Linked DNA regions of Mus musculus: regions 2 and 3 are each linked to region 1. The links are chromatin contacts, called in public HiChIP or PLAC-seq and promoter capture Hi-C maps. All regions are on one chromosome and are shown on one strand. Each heading gives the region's core, a stretch centred on a gene start, on an enhancer-like site or on the middle of the called end of the contact. The rest is flanking DNA. Distances are from core to core; before and after follow the strand shown.

What was found. HiChIP or PLAC-seq counts read pairs in DNA pulled down with a chosen protein or histone mark. Capture Hi-C pulls out chosen DNA fragments and counts their contacts.
Region 2: a contact with region 1 is called in a promoter capture Hi-C map of pancreatic islet. The contact joins the promoter of Rhbg here to the promoter of Nes in region 1. A contact is called at or near these places in 1 of 39 promoter capture datasets (embryonic stem cells), 1 of 15 datasets of contacts at CTCF or cohesin (embryonic stem cells), 4 of 484 Hi-C or Micro-C datasets (cardiomyocytes, cortical neurons and rod photoreceptor), 2 of 115 datasets of contacts at active chromatin or transcription factors (bone marrow-derived macrophages and pancreatic cancer cells) and 2 of 9 other capture datasets (liver and pancreatic islet).
Region 3: an H3K4me3 HiChIP or PLAC-seq map of embryonic forebrain shows a contact between it and region 1, with 2.1 times the contacts expected there. The contact joins the enhancer-like site here to the promoter of Nes in region 1. A contact is called at or near these places in 1 of 39 promoter capture datasets (embryonic stem cells), 2 of 15 datasets of contacts at CTCF or cohesin (embryonic stem cells and large pre-B cells), 3 of 484 Hi-C or Micro-C datasets (cardiomyocytes, cortical neurons and rod photoreceptor), 7 of 115 datasets of contacts at active chromatin or transcription factors (bone marrow-derived macrophages, embryonic forebrain, embryonic hindbrain and 3 more) and 1 of 9 other capture datasets (liver).

The regions. Positions count from the first base shown.
Region 1 is chr3:87,969,734-87,972,541 of GRCm38.p6, reverse strand. It overlaps Nes (nestin), which reads right to left and starts at 1,449. Exons shown (of 4, transcript NM_016701.3): 1 at 554-1,449. The coding sequence starts at 1,339.
Region 2 is chr3:88,253,214-88,256,021 of GRCm38.p6, reverse strand. Rhbg (Rhesus blood group-associated B glycoprotein) reads left to right here and starts at 1,338. Exons shown (of 10, transcript NM_021375.3): 1 at 1,338-1,553. The coding sequence starts at 1,376.
Region 3 is chr3:88,230,218-88,233,025 of GRCm38.p6, reverse strand. No RefSeq gene overlaps it. Among named protein-coding and RNA genes, the nearest start is that of Gm25641, 16 kb to the right of the region's middle. Within about 2 kb of position 1,480, at least 72 of the 459 cell types and tissues checked have an H3K27ac peak or open chromatin away from gene starts, as enhancers often do. A contact at or near this core is called in cortical neurons and embryonic forebrain, where this site is marked.

The sequences.
Region 1 (2,808 bases), core at 200-2,699:
GGGCAGGTGGTCACGTCGGGACTTCTGTCTGGGCCAGGCAAGAGGCTGTTTTCTCAGCTGTTGGTCACATCTGTGCAATATGAGGGGGAGGGTGCCCCAGGCCTTTGGAATGCGCTTCAGGGAGCTGAGAAGCCTTGACACAGAGAGGGGCTGGTGGTCTGCGGTGGCTCACACTGCCTTCCTTCACTATGGTTGCTAGGAACCTTCTGGTGGGGAGAGAGCATGTGTTGGGCACCTTCTGATTGACAACTGCATAGTGAAGGGCACAGGGAGTCACCCTAGAGAGGGGTTGCCATTCAAAGAGTGAGGAGCAGCTACAGTGGGTATTGGCCTGCGGGCCTTTCAAGGGGGCTGTGCTAGGAGGTCTCAGAATTCCATCCATCCTGCCTGTCTGGACAGGGAAGTCTAGGACTTGTGCTTGCTCTGAGCAAGGACTCCTGAATACAGTTGTCCTTGCCCCCACCCCTTTCCTGAAGGTCTCTTGCCATCCTAAGTACCTCCTAGGGCTTGGTTTTACCAGGGACAGGGTGGGCGTGTTGGTGACCCTCCTCACCTGGAACTTTTCAGTGGCCTGCAGCCGGTCCTGCCAGCGGCCTTCCAATCTCTGTTCCAGCGCCTCTCTGCGCTCCTGGAGGCTGTCGCGATCAGCCTGCAGCTGCTGCACCTCTAAGCGACTCTCCCGAGCGCCCCGCACGGCTTGGCCCAGACGCTCGCGGGCCTGGCCCAGCGAGCTCTCCATGTGAGCCACGCGCTCCTGGTAGTCACGCACCGCCCCGCGCCACACTTCGCCTAGGCGCCTGGCCAGCTCCTCGACTTCAGGGGCCCGGATGGGGGATGCGTGGGCCGGCGCGGGGGGTCGGCGCGGCGTACAGGCGGCCTGGGCGTTCAGGTGCGCGCGCTCCTCCTCGTGCGACGCTCGCAGAGCCTCTAACTCGCGCTCCAGCTCGGCAGCCTGGGTGCTCAGCCAGCCCCGCGCATTCTTCTCCGCCTCGAGCGCGCGCCGGCTGCAGGCCGCCTCCTCGATGGTCCGCTCCCGGGCGAGCCGCACCTGCTGGCACCGGCCCGCCACGCTCTCCAGCTCTTCGGCAAGGTTGTCGCGCTGCACCTCAGCCTCGTGCTTCTCCCGCCAGCGCTGATCGACGAGGACCCGCAGGGCTGCCAGCTCGTCGTCGGCTCGGGCTCGCCAGGAGGCGTCCCCGGACTGCGCCCGGAGTCCCCCAAGCTCGGCACTGAGCAGCTGGTTCTGCTCCTCCAGCGTCTTGACCCGGGTCAGGTAGGCCTCCAGGCGTCGATTGAGCTCCCACATCTGAAAAGATTCTTCCCCGACGCAACCCTCCATGTCGCTGGTCTGGCCCCCCGAGGGCAAGCGGACGTGGAGCACTAGAGAAGGGAGTGGCCCTTGGAGCTTTTAAGGGGGAGAAAGGGAGTAGCGGCGACAGTGACCCAGCGGAAGCGGAGGATTCCAGCAGCGAGCTGAAGCGAGGGTATTCATACTCCCGCCGGCCGGGCGGAAAAGGGGCGGTCCCTAGGCCTTAACCCTTTAGAGTTCAGTGCAACACACAGCCCGGGTCCCTGCATCATCCCAGCTCAGCAGAGAAGAATCAAATTGTAGCCTCGCCCTGGCGGGGATCCCGTCCGGTGCGGGTGATTTTCCGAAAGAGGCTTGAGATACAGCCAGACAGCCCAGAACACCCTAAGATGCACAGAACTGGGCCCCAGGACCTCCTTTCTCTACACTCTTACTCAAATCCTCTAGGACTCAGCTCCTCATTTATAAAATGGCTTGGTGTTGGAAACCTCGTGAACTGTTGGAAAAACGGACGGTGCAGTGTTTTGTGTATAACAGTAAATACTCACCCCCAAGAGAGGCAACATTGCGAAGAAACACTGCCCGAAGAAAGAGGAGCCCACTGGTACTGAGGGAAGTCTGCCAGTGCTCCGGAGGCTGAAGTAGGATTGACACCAGCCTGGGTAGTAAACACCACCACCACCCCTTTTCTTCAGATGGTTGGTATGGCTATGTAGATCAGGCAGGTCTCAGGGACGCTCCTGCCATAGCTTCCCCAGTGCTGGGATTAAATGCCTGTGCCAGTACCCCTGCCCAGTTAATGTTAGCAGACACAATGCCCAGTTCGTACCCGCAGAGGGACGTCCTACCCTACCCTACCCCGCACCAGGAAAAGGAGACTAGCAAGGGAAAGTTTTTCTCCTTTGAAGTTCGATCCCTCTTGTCATTTAGTGAAGAAGTTACGCGGCTCTCAAGAGAGCCCCCTGGTGGCTAAGCATGAAGTTTGGCGAAGAAAGAAATGAAGCTGTAGATTTTCTACAAGGGACCAATATTTCAGGCTCAAATATTTGAATGCTTGCTCCCCAGGTGGAGGACCTGTTTAAAAAGATTGGGGCCGGGCAGTGGTGGCACATGTCTTTAATCCCAGCACTTGGGAGGCAAAGGCAGGCGGATTTCTGAGTTCGAGACCAGCCTGGTCTACAGAGTGAGTTCCAGGACAGCCAGAGCTACACAGAGAAACCCTGTCTCAAAAATCCAAAAAAAAAAAAAAAAAAAAAAAAAGGATTGGGAGGAATGGCCTTGTTGGAGGAGGTGTGTCACTGGGGGCAGGCTTGTGCTTGTACATTGAGACCTGAGCTCTCAGCTGCTGTTCCAGTGCCATAACCGCCTGCCTGTTGCCATGCTCCCTACTGTGATGTTCAGGACCCGCATAGTGAGCTGAGGAGAGACTGGTTCCCACATGGCATACTGTGGCATGGTGCACCTGTACACACACACACACACACACACACCAATAATAA
Region 2 (2,808 bases), core at 89-2,588, 280 kb before region 1:
CTTCAGGGCCTAAGCCCGTTATATCCTTGTACTAGACTATCTGGTTCCAACCCTAGGACCTAGCCCAGGGTAGACACTACATGAGTATTTATTGAGTGAATGAATGAAGAAGAGAAAAGGGGGAAGTCAGGCCCTGGAGGAGTTGTAGATGAAGGGAGGTATGGAGTTAAGAGGAGGTTAAAATCAGACCACAGCTCTCTCTTCCCCTTTCTCTAGTTCTGGGGGTATAGAAGGCTCTTCCTCCCAGACCTGCTGGAACCACCCAAGCAACTACTGACACCAAGCAGGGCTCAGGAGTCACACCTGGGACAGGAGATGGCCCCCGCAGGGGGTGACCCATAGATGCTGAGTCTTTATGCTTAACCTTCCTGCTGACTGAAGAGTGATGGAGAGTCTCTGGACAGGGCCCACATGGACCAGCTGGGAGCTGTGTCACCAGAGGCTGATCTCTGGTCTTTCATGTGCCTGGCTGGACCCTTGGCACAGGAAACCAGACAGCTAGAATCCAGGTGTCCTCCCAAGTCCACAAAAAAGGCAGGGGCAGAGGCTCAGGTCCCTGCTGAGACAGTGGAAGAACTGGACAATGAGCAGAGGGTTAGCAAGCTATCCTACTGTCCCTGCACCTGTGGACTGCAGGTTTCAGAACCAAGAGTACCAGTGTCCCTACCGGCTAGAGTCCTTCAGGGACCATGGCTGTTGGAGCTGTAATCTCAGCTCAACTTAAGGTGGTAGAGGCTGGGGCCCGAGAGATGGCTCAGCAGTTAAGAGCACCCACTGCTCTTCCAGAGGTCCTGAGTTCAATTCCCAGCAACCACTTGATGGCTCACAACCATCTGTAATGGGATCTGATGATCTCTTCTGGTGTGTCTAAAAAGAATGGCAGTGTACTCATAAAATAACTAAATACATCTTTAACAACAACAACAACAACAACAAAGGTGGTAGAGTGGTAGAGGCAACTGCTTCTGAGAGGGGCCATCTGGTTTATCTCTACAGCCAGGCAACGGAAGATCTCAGCATTAATCCGATTCCTTCCTATTAACCGAGGGAAACCAGGTAGGACCTTTAAAGGATACTAGCTTCTTGGATGCCAATCTCTCACACCAGGTTTAAAGGGGCGAGTACCTTTCCCCCTCTCTCCACCCTCTGGCAGCTGGGGCACAGTTGGGGAAGCTCACACATCACCGGTGCCTCAGCGGGGCCATGGGAAACAGGACCTGACCTGCGGGGCTAATCCCTGCCAACCTCGAGCTGAGGGGTGGGGCTCCCCAAGGAGCAGCACGGCCTCCGGGGGGCGGGGCCTCACCTTTGCGGTGGCAGGAGTCAGCTTGGCCGGCACTGCCCTGCCGGAGACCGGGAGAACACAGCCGCGTTCATGGCCCGCGTTCCCCGCCACCGGCGCCTGGTCCTGCCGCTGCTGTGCCTGCTCTTCCAAGGCGCCACTGCCCTCCTCTTTGCTATCTTTGTCCGGTACAACCACGAAACCGACGCTGCCCTGTGGCACTGGGGCAACCACAGTAACGTGGACAACGAGTTTTACTTTCGCTACCCAAGTGAGTGCGGGCGAGGGCGTGGGAAGCAAAGCCTCTAAGTCCCGGGTGTGTAGGGAAGGGCGTTGATGGGTACTCCTGCCACCAAGATGACTGCCGGGGCTTTAAAATAGTCCCCTTTCTCTAGTGTCCCTCTTGTTCCAGGCACTGCTGGGGATGGCACATGCTCTATCTCAGGCTGAGGAGAGGTAAGGCTCAGTCAGAGTCAGGGTCAGACAGTAAGGGGAGCTGGGGCTTCAATCCAGTTGTAAGTGGCCCCAGTGTTAGCTACTGTCTCACCTTCCGTTGGGGCTAATTTGACTTTGTCTAGGAGTCCAGCTTGACCACAGGAAAGAGAATCTTGGTGGGACTGCCAGGTAGGGTGCCAGAGGAGACGAGGGAGAACTAGGTGTGAAATTCCCACATGTTCAGGCGTCGAAGATTGGTTTCAGCACAAACACTCCAGGTTTGAGAGTGAGAGGACCCTGGACCCATTTGCCAGTTTCAAGGCCAGTGTGAGGCGGGCTAGGGCTGTGCTCGGTGCTGCACTATTATCTCATCTCACAGTTTAAGGTGGCTGCGGGGTGCCCATTATCACCCACCAAGGATCGCACAGCTAGAATAGCGCTTACACATCATAAACTTGACCACTGACCATTTGCCTCCTGACAAGGTTCTGGACAGGGAGTTAACCCCCTCATGGAGACAGAGCATTTCCTTCGAGGTTGTAACTGAGGCACTGGACATCTGGGACCAAGCACACTGCCCCTCCCTCTAATGCCCAAGTCAACCTTCTCTAGTTCCAGTTCCTCATCCAAGTGCCAGGAAGAAGCTGGGGGTGATGGTTTGTGCCTGTAATCTCAGTGCTCCAGTAGTGGAGGAGGGATGATCTGGAGTTCAAAACCAGCCTCAGCCACACTGTGAATCTGAGACCAGATTGAGCTAACAAAACTCTGTCTCAAACGAACAAACAAACAAACAAACAAACACCAAAAAGGAGTGAGGGAAAATGTCTGTTTGAAGGGCATGCAAAAAGCAACAAGGCTATTAAACCCACTTTCTGCCGCTGAGCTGTTGACAGGCTGTCCCCACCTCACCCTGCCCTTTCCCAGCAATGGGGACATAAAGGGCTAAGGGAGACTTTGAACTGTGCCAGGAAGCACCAGACCCCCCAAACAACCACAGCACCTCCGTCTCCACAGTTCATTCCTAGTTGTGGCAGGGATTGGCAGCATTCAGGCCTCAGAGAAGCTAGAATCAAAACCAAAGCCCTAAAGCC
Region 3 (2,808 bases), core at 231-2,730, 260 kb before region 1:
AAGCCACCAAGACCTGTCATAATGGAATTTAGGCCAGAGCCCTGATTGGATAGATACCTTCTACTAGTAGCCCCATGTTGATTCCCTGTTCTCGGGCCCTAGGGCCTTTAGCCACAGAGAGGTCAGGAGAACCTCAAGGGTTTTTTTTTTTTTTTTTTTTTTTTTTGTCCTTGGAGCTTCGAGCAGAGCAGAATTATGGGGAGGGTTAAGGTGACCCAGAATATATGCCTGTCAGAAGGTTTCCTGGGAAAGGTCTGTTACTATCCAGGTTACAGGCCTTGTTTGTACCCAGATTCACAATCAGTGCTGAGGACAGCGCAGGGGGGGAAGGCCCTGTTCCTCGTGCCTTCTCTAAGGTCTGTGGGCTGAGGGGAGAGCCGGGCACCAATGCCCAGCTGCTGTCCGGCGTTCCCACAGGTCTGGTGCCAGTGTGTGAATGAGGAAGTGTGGGAGGTGGGACTCCCCACCATCTTTTGGCTGGGATCACAGCCAAACCCCTGAGGCCCCAGGAAATGATAGAAGTGGGGGAGCAGCCACGAGGGGAGGTGGGGGTTGCCTGGCACCTCCCAGGAAGGAGAGTCCAGCGAGTCTGGCATGGGCCAAGCCTCCTGCAAGATGAATGGATGACAAGGGCCCTCTCTTCCCCAGGGCCTCTCCACAAAGGCCTTGGCTACACCATTGAATGGTGGGGGGTGGGGTGGGGGTGGAAAAGGGAACTCGGGCCACCCGAGGAAAAGTGAGATTTTTCCAAAGGCCTCTACACTCCTAGGAGAAGCCCTGGGCTCAGGCCCAACTTGGCTTAAATCAGCTGAAAGAAGAGGCAACTTTCTTAGCATTTCTGGGTCTCAGTTTCCCCAGGCCCTGGTGTTCTCTCCCCTCTTGATGTCTCTGCCCCTATCCCCTGACGGAAGTCCTAAGACCTATGCAGGAACTGTCATTCCAACCTGCCCACCATAGCCTAAGTTGTTGCAAATCAGTGGCCAGGGACTTGCTATTTGGGATCTATGTGACCTGCAGGAGCCCCAGGCCTGTCTGTGAAGGGTCTGAGGTCAGGAGCCAGTGACCTGTGAGGGACCAGGATGGCACTAGATCAGCACAGCTGCTCTCTGGGGCCCTTTCCTCTGCTAGCCTGTGTGTCCAAGAGCTTTCTGCCCGTCTGTGAACTTAGAGCCTGGGTTGTTCTTTCACGGTTCCGTAGGGCATGGTTTGGTCTCACCTATTCAGAAACCTCTCTATATTCTCTTCCATCTCTAGTTCCTCCCCAGACTGATTAGTTTTTTCCTTTGGTCAGTCCTTCCTGAAGTCTAACCTTTTATTTGTAAGTTGCCCCTCCCTAGGGGCTAGCCTTTTTCCCAAGCTACCCTGCAGCTGGAACCCAAAGGGAAAGGGAGGGGGTGACAGGCTCTATGGTAACCCAGAGAAGAGAATGCCTTCTCTCCTCATCTGCATATAGACAGACTCATCTGCATACAGACAGACTCATCTGCATATGCTCAGTGGGACTCTGAGAGCATATAAGTGAGGGCCTGCCTGGTTCCTCCCACTTCAGTCAGTCTGTGGAATCCCTTTTTAGGGAAGAACTCCTCCCTGCCCTCTTGCCCTCCTGACCCCAACTGGGTCTGGCTAGGTCTTTCAGTTACTAAAAGGCAGCTCACCCCCTGCCTCTGCTTGCTGCCACCCCAAACCCTTTCCTGGTTGGGCGGAGACCAGCACACCCACCAGATTCTCTACAGATCCCATGGGCTTCCTAAGGAGCTGCTAGTGCAAGCATGGGATTGGCTCAGGGCTGACCACTACTTCCCACCCCCATGTCCCTGAAGATTGATGCTCCAGCCTAGTAGGGGGAGGGGGTGGCAGCTTTCACTTGCTCACACAGGGACCTGCCCTTGGGACCCCAGTGCTCACAAGCTTGCTGGACCAGTAGCATCCATAGCCCTGGTCAGATCCCAGGCTCTGTCCTTTTGGGGAACGCTAGGGCTCATGGGGCTTTCCTGATGCTGAGGAACTGAGGACCCTGAGGCTGGTCCTTTCCCTCCACAGCCTCAGTTCCTCTGGAAAATGAGGGCACTTTTTGATTTGCTGAACCATGCAGGGCCTGAGCGTGCAAGGTAGACTCTCCACCCCCGAGCAGGTTGAGGTTGCGGCTGCTCCGGAGCAGTCAATGTCCGGTGTGTGTCTGTGAAGGAATGCTGCGGAGAAGCACTGCAGTGTTGGGTGTGAGTGCCCAGATGCGTGCGGATTGTTCCTGGAGGGCTTGGGGCTAAGGGCTGCCTCTTGGGAGGGAGGGTAGATGGTGGTGGATACCCCCTTTTGCTTTCTAGGTCGTAGCAATCACGCCACGTGTGATCCTGTATTTTCTGTGTTTAGACAAATTCTGGGATTCCAACTGAAGTTTCAAGGAGGTGTTCAGACAGGAAGAACTCTGGGTGAGGGCAAGAGAGCTCGAAGAGGGGGAGTCTGGGCTCTGCTCCTGCTCCCAGCAACGCGTTCAGGAGCACAGCGTTGGATGTGGGTGTTACAGGGGAAATGAGGTCAAGAGCACAATTGCTTGCTGTGGCTCTTCCGTGCTCCCTTGAGCTGTGTCAGGTTTATGGCTGACAAGTCTTGCCTGTTGTCTGACTTGCTAGCCCTATTCCTTTCCTTCTGTGTCATGGAGAGGCTAGAGAGAATGGTAGTGTGTAGCCTGCAGGACAGCGGTGTTCCTCATCTATGGACTGTCAGACCAGGAAGCCATTTCTGAGAAAAAGCCTCTACTGAGAGAGGCAGCAACCCCTGCCCCTTGACTGAAGAACAGTCCCGCTCTGGCTC